2 separate regions of the Hordeum vulgare genome follow, and region 1 is linked to region 2. A link is a contact called in public Hi-C data. All regions are on one chromosome and are shown on one strand. The core of a region is the stretch at or near the end of the contact, and the rest is flanking DNA. Distances in the headings are between cores, read along the strand shown. Region 1 holds the start of LOC123396129 (putative 1-phosphatidylinositol-3-phosphate 5-kinase FAB1C). Region 2 holds the start of LOC123396104 (HMG-Y-related protein A-like).

The links. Hi-C and Micro-C count contacts between places; a contact is called where the count stands out from the background.
Region 1: a Hi-C map of leaf shows a contact between it and region 2, with 2.4 times the contacts expected there. The contact joins the promoter of LOC123396129 here to the promoter of LOC123396104 in region 2. A contact is called at or near these places in 2 of 6 Hi-C or Micro-C datasets (both in leaf) and 1 of 1 datasets of contacts at active chromatin or transcription factors (embryo).

Annotation. Positions count from the first base shown.
Region 1 is chr5H:425,234,618-425,238,100 of MorexV3_pseudomolecules_assembly, forward strand. LOC123396129 (putative 1-phosphatidylinositol-3-phosphate 5-kinase FAB1C) reads right to left here and starts at 1,763. Exons shown (of 12, transcript XM_045091179.1): 1 at 1,269-1,763; 2 at 886-1,177; 3 at 1-592. The coding sequence starts at 1,175.
Region 2 is chr5H:424,777,213-424,781,142 of MorexV3_pseudomolecules_assembly, forward strand. It overlaps LOC123396104 (HMG-Y-related protein A-like), which reads right to left and starts at 1,623. Exons shown (of 2, transcript XM_045091148.1): 1 at 1,434-1,623; 2 at 554-1,296. The coding sequence starts at 1,484. The coding sequence ends at 793. It also overlaps the pseudogene LOC123396816.

The DNA of each region.
Region 1 (3,483 bases), core at 513-3,012, 460 kb after region 2:
AATATCTAGCCAGATTTTGGAATCCTTCTCACTGGCCAACACAACACCTTCGGCCTTCAGTAACTGTGCAACTAGAGCTTGAAAATGCCTAAATAGATCCTTCTGAACACTCTCTTGGTGGGACTCACAATTGATATCACTGGCAGCAGTTACTCTATTAGTCTTAGCACTGAAACAGTTTGGGGCAAAAGTGTCGTTGGAGTCCCCAATTTCATCATCATCGTCATCGAATCCAAATAACCTCGATTCAGCATCATCAATCTCATCTTCAGGCGGTGGTGGGCACCAAATATTATCACCAAAGTCGAAGATAGAGGATGGCCCATGGCTTGGTCTGCTGTTCTCAGCGATGCTAACATCAGCCAGGTCATGAGGATCATCTGAGTCGATCGCTGCAATTGCACCATTATCAGAAGCATCATTCTGCCTCGCGGCACAAGTAGGACTCTCTGTGGGGCTTGGGGTCATCGATCTGTATGTTGAGTTACTAACACTAACACTAGAATCTGTATCTGAAAAGTCATTTAAGAAGTAAGTCCCAGGGGCTAAAAATTGGACCCTGGGTTCATGAGCCTCCTCGTCGTCCGCTTGCCTGCATCAACAATCATTCAGAACTCGTCAACAGTGGCCAGAGCTAGACAACCAACCTCTACTCCTCAAGCCATCAGCATCCATCAACATCAACCACTACTTCCAAAGAAAGAGGGGCGATAATTAAAGCCATTCTAAGTAATTGACCAGACATTTTACACTTATTAGCAGGCAACGGAAGTAAATAATAAATGATTTACTAGTTCACTTCCATATCATTTGGAGTACTACTATAGTTTAGTGTTAGGAACCAATTAGTTTTGCACTATAGATAGAGACAGAGATTTTCGTTACCTAATATCGCGGTCTGGAGGAGGGGAGCCCGGCGCCACGTCGCTTTTGCTCCTGGATCTCGCCTCGGGCGCCCGCAGCGGCGTCGTGGGCGGCTCGGCAGGCGACGCCGGGCTGTTTGGCCGCCCGGGCGGGCCGCCGCCATGCCCCACCGATCGGCGGCGTCGCGTCTCTATGCGCGCGAGGGCGTCACCATCGGCGCCGCCCTTGTGCATGTGGCGCTGCGGGTAGTCGGCGACGAGGGATCTGGCCTTCTCCGGTGCGCCCATCGCCGCGAAATCCAGCACGCCCATCCCTACCAGACCACCACGCTACGCTCAAACCAACCGACTAAAAAAAACTGCCAGAAAAATGGAGCAAGAAACAACGGGGCGCGCCGAACCTACGCGACGCGGACGCGCGGAAGATTCCTTCCTCCCAAAGCCACCGTCCACCCCCACCAACGCGCGCGGAACTAACTGGCGTGCCCAGGCCCTGGGGGGCGGGGGCGCTGGGAGATGGAGCCGTGCTCCGGCGAGGACGCGATGGAGCGGGGCTCCGGCGAGGAGGCGGTGGAGCGGGGATTCAGCCAATGCGGGAGCGGCGGGCAGCGGCGAGAGGATCGGGGCCGGAGAAGCGCGGCTTGGCTGCAGATTTGGGAGCTTTGGAGGGGTGGGAACGCGTGCGTTGGCGAGAGCTTGGAGGGGAGGGAGAGGGCAGGGGAAGGCGGGCGGCGGCGGCGAAGCGGCGGTGCTTATTATACGGATATGGAGATTGGGAGGGAGATTTGAGAGTGAATACTAGTAGTAGGAATGTGACACCGTAAAATGGGGACGCTAACGGCGAGGGGAAGCGGCGTGCGCTGTCGAAATCCCGTTTCCTCCTTCCGGTTTCGCCTTGTGGAATTGTGGAGTACGGTGGATATATGGCGGGGGTACCTATTATAGGACGGATGATTATCAATGCAAGGAAATATGCAATAATGCAAGGAAATATGCAATGGATGTCGATGTAATCTTATCTGTGGCACTTAATGATGTCCATCTTTTCTTGATTATTTTTTGCTGATTATTAATAACCTAAAATAATTCACTGTCCACTTTAAAAACAGACCGCGAACGTGCGGAAACTAGGTCTTACCATTGTTTTCGCAGCGCACGAGTGTGAAGTGTATATGCAACACATGTGATGGCATGGTGACGCGTGTGTTCTACACGCGAACACGTGTAAGTGGACGATATTTAAAATAGAATGAAATGAAAAATTATATGTATCATTGTTGATAATGGGCCATTATCAATGGCATATAATGGTAGGATTTAAATATACTTGTATCACTAAGTTTAGTTTTGAAGGAGAAAGCTTGGGAAAGATAATGAAAATATCTCATAAAACAAAATATGCCTTGTAATTCCTGACAAATATGAAGAGAATATTTTTTATAGAAAGGGATGGGGAGACTAGATGTTGATTATTAACCGCAACGAAAATATATCCCTCGGTAAACATACCCTTATCTATTACACTTGTCATTGCATGTTACTAACTACTCCCTCCGTTTATTTATATAAGGTGTATTTTTTAAGTCAAACAAGATCATGTTTGACCAAGTTTGTAGGAGCATATACCAACACCCATAATATAAAGTTCATATCATTTGAACCATCATGACAAGTAATTTCATATTTTATCTATTCGGTATTGCATATATCGTTAGTTTATTTTATAATCTTGGCCAAACATTTAAATGGTTGACTTGCACGAAAAATAGTACACCTTATATTCTGAAACGAACAGAGTACATAATTGTAAAAGCATGCCTGGTCTAAGGAAAGTGAAATGCATTGATTCTTTTTATCTATGTCTTAATAATGGGACATAATTAATGGCGGACTATGTAGATCTTTGATGTAGGGTACTTTATTTGCTTATATATTTGTTATCAATGCACTGGACGCACATACCCTCAAAAAATGCACTCGATGCACATAGTCGAGGAAGTATACATAATATAATATAATGATATTTTAATATTATGTGATAACATTAAATACTCATTCAGTGCGAAGTTGCATACTTTTTCTCTAAAGGAGCGCAATATTTGAGATGCTACATTGGTCGTTGTTTAAAAAATATATACTAGTTAAAAGATGTTTAAATTCAAAAAAAATATGAAGATTCTAATGGTACGGTGTTTTCCTAGCATGTTAATTAGTTGTCAAATATAAAGAAGATTTGGTCATAGTTTAATGTAAAAATCGTACATTTTGGAGTGTAGATAGTAACACTATGCAACCAAAAAATATTTTCGTAGGCAATTAAACATATATAAATAGAAAAATAAAACTATATATATATAGGCTAGAGATGCATAAAATTTAAAGGACCATGATGTCGTCTAGAGGGGAGGGGTGAACACGCGTTTAAAAACTTATATGGATTTGGCTTTATTCTAACACCTAAATAAACTAAGCAAATATTTTTCAAATAGAAATTCTAAATATACTAGGCTCAATAAGTGCACCACAACATACTCCAAATAAAATGAGCACACAAATGATATAAACAAGCCCAAGTAAGTTACACAAACTTACATGAGCAATATCACAAGATGAAAAATGT
Region 2 (3,930 bases), core at 373-2,872:
TTACGCTATTTAGGCAAAGTAGATTATCAATTCATTCCAATTGCTACAATGCTAAGCCTCAAGCATGTATACCTAATAGTGAGTCTTTATACTATAAACTAACACTCTTATATAAGAGCAGAACACTAGCCAGTACTCTCTCCGTCCCAAAATAAGTGTCTTACTCTTAGTAAAACTTTGAGACAGTTATTTTGGGACAGAGGGAGTACATTTTTTTATCTCCGGCTAAACCAAAATTCAAACTAGCTACATTGCTAGTATGTACCACTGTAGGATGCAGCTATAAATATGTTCTGTAAATAAAAATGTGCTATGATGCATATATACCTAGAAGAGAACTATAGATCATCTTACTAAACAGAACAGAGTAGTAAACATCAACGCCCAACCACTACAATCAAACTTTCGACGACATGCTGAACCACAATTCAACACTAAGTGACAATTCAAGCGGCAGCCCACAATCAAGAACAAGTCAAGGGGACAGTGACCTAGTACACAAGAACAGGACAAACATCTTCATCATAATGCGGAAGCAACAGAGATGGCGATAAAAAAATGAACATCTTCACTCTCAGCAGCAGAGTCAACTATTACGACCGAAGCTAAAAACATCCATACATCCATCCATTGTGCACACTCATCTGGATCAGGTTACAGCATACTGAGCAACTAAGCCGAGACAACAATTAGTACGAAGCACGAATCGAACAAGCACCGTCACACCTAGGAGCTTACCACCGTCGGAACCACGGCGAGATACACGGACCGAAAGGCAACAGCATGCAGGCCTCAAGCCGCCACCTTGCGTGGGCGCCCACGGCCGCGCTTGGCAGGAGCGGAGCCAGACGCGGCCGCCGGAGACTCAGCCTCCTTGGTTACCTTGGCCTTCTTGGCCGCGGAGGGGCCCGGCGGGCGGCCGCGGCCCTTGGGCATGCCGGTGGTGGCCTTGGCGACGGCCTCCTTGACGGCGACGGACATGGGGTCCTTGGGCGGGCGCCCCCGGCCGCGCTTGGGCGTGTTGGGATCCGGCTTGGGCTTGGGCGGCGCGTTGGGGTCCTTGGGCGGGCGGCCGCGGCCGCGCTTGGCCGGGGTGGCGGAGACCGCGTCGGCCTTGAGGTAGTTGTTCTTGACGAAGGCGAGCTTGCCGGCCTCCTTCATGCTGGCTAGGTTGGCCGTGAGGAGGGAGGCGTGCGCGGAAGGGAGGCCCTCGTACTTCTCCTCGATGTAGCTGGAAATGGCCGACTTATTGGAGCCGTTAGTGTCGCCCAGCGCCTCGATAGCCGCGAGAATCATCTGCCAGGAGAAGCAGGGGCGCTCAGGCCGCGGCCGGCAAATGGAAGGATCTACCAAACAAGGAAACAATACGCCGGCGACGAATCTACGGCGGCGGAAAGCACGGGAGCAGGGCATCAAAACTGGGCGAAACTCACCTCGGGGTAGGGCGGGATGTCACCGGACTTGGGAGACCCTTCGGTCGCCATGGCAGCGACGGCGGCTAGAGCCCACGGCGGTGGAGCCGAGCTCTAGAGCTAGAGTGCGGGCGCGGGCAGCGGGGAGGGGGGAATTTTCGGATTTGGATCGGGGGAGGATGGGAGGACGGCGGGGGCAGTAGATAAGAAATGGGCGAGCTGCGCCGCGTGTACCAGAGGCAGACGGCGTATGACCTAGGGTTTCCGCGCGTGGTCACCGACGTGTGGGCCGCGTGGGGCGGTATCCTTGGACGGGACCACCTGGCGGTGGGGGCACCACGGGCGTGTCAGAGGAATCCTGCAGTTTCGGCCGATATAAATGTAGCTTTCCTATTTTGAATGCCTTTATCGATGTGCGGGGGACGGAGACCCGAGCGTGACGTGCACGGACGGCGGGGATGGCGAGGCGGGGGATCGGAGGGTGGACAAGGAAGAAGCAACGGGTGCCTGCACGCGGATCGGTGACGTGGCGCGGGGCGGGGGAAACGCTTTTGCTGGACTTGTCGTCTCCTGCGCGGGGAGCGGGAGCGGGAGCGGCCTCGCGTTTTGGGTCGGGGGGAATTGACTGTCCTGCCCCGCCACGAGCGCGCTGCCCATATAAATATTTATTTATAAAAAATCGGCCCCTTTGTCGTGCTCCGGTCTGGGTGGGCCTGATCCACGTCTTTGCATTTGTATACCGCTTAAAACAAATACAGTAGTGTTTGAGTGAGCTAGCTATAAAAAATAAATTACTTCATCTATATCAAAATATATGTTGGTGGAGTATAATGACATATATTTTGTAAGAATGAAAGGCGGGCCATATAATAAATAAGTAGTACACTCTTCTAACCAACTATTGTACATGTTAGTTGTAAGATGAGCTATATGTGACATGGCATAAGCTTACAGCCGGCAGCCGGCTCTATTATTGTCTTTGCTCTTAGAGCAAGTACAATAAGGTGACATAAGCAGGCTATAAGAATTAAAATAATATATATTCTTGCTTAATTGGAAGAGAGAGGAGAGGAGAGAGAAGAGAAGCGGGCTCTTCGTGAGTAGCCAGCTGCAACACGAGACCCAAGACACTTTGTGAGATTGTAAGGTGGGCCAACTATTACTAAAGTAGTACACGTCTAAAACTTACTATTGTATATGCCAGTTATTAGGTTGACTCTGTATGACATGTCAACTCCTTATAGCCGATTGTTGGCTATATTATTAACCATGCTCTTAGAGCATGGTTAATAGTATAGTCAACTGGTGGCTATAAGCCATCTTGTAGTCCATCTTATAGCTAGCTTGTACAATAGTTAGCTGTAAAAGAGTACTACTTTTATTATATATGGTCCACCTTTTATTCTCACAAAGCATCTAGGAGCACGTGCTAGAGCTAGCTCTTCACGAAGAGCCCGTTCCCTTCTCTCTCCTCTTCTCTCTCATCCAACTCAGCAAAAATATAGTATTTTAATCCTTACAGCCTGCTGGTTGTGCCTTATTATACTTGATCTTATACTGCCATTACAACTAGCCTTAGTTAAGAGTCCTTACAGTCTGCTGGTTGTACCTTATTATACTTGATCTTATACTGCCATTACAACTAGCCTTGGTTAAGAGTTAGTTATAGCACGTGCTCCTAGGCACTTTGTAAGAATGAAAGATGGGTCATACAATAAAAATGTAGTACACTTCTAATCAGAGGGTGCTTGGATCCAAGGGACTAAAAATAGTCTCTTTAAGAGGCTAAAGTTTCAAGCACCCATGACTAAAGAGAGGCTAAAACTAGTCTTGAGACTAAAATCTTTTAGTCACGGGTACCCCTACTAAAATATGGATTAGTCCTCTCTCTCCTCATTTAACTCCTCTCCTTTAACACATGCGAGTTCTGGATTGGAGGGTTTGGAGGATAATAAATGCTTATTAACTTAATTTTAGTCTCTTTAGTATTTGAATCCAAGCATGGGTAAGGCTCGCAAGTTTTAGTCACGCTACTTTTAGTCATTGGACTAAAACGTATCCAAGCACCCTCTCAATTATTATACATGGTAGTAATAAGTAAAGCGTTAGGTAGGAATCAAACACCACACCAAAGGCAACTCGCTCATGTTGCTAACCAATAGGAGAGACTAACTCTAATCTAGAGAAGCAATGTGAAACTTAGGCTATTTATAGTGGGGGGTATCATATAATAGTATCATACGTATGATAATGTTGTATGATAATACCTTCGTAATGCATAGTATCATAAACTAGTATCATAGGTGATCTCGTTTATTGACACGCATGACGCATGGTAGCATAGCATTTAACATAATACAACATGTACCTATGTTACTCTAACCCTCTCTCTCTCTTTAATTGTTTATCACATCAGCATGTTTTGCTAGTTTCAAGTACATGATACTAGCTATGATACCCCCACTATGGCCAACCTTAAACTTCTCAAAATGGGGAGTAACATAGAGTAGGAACATGC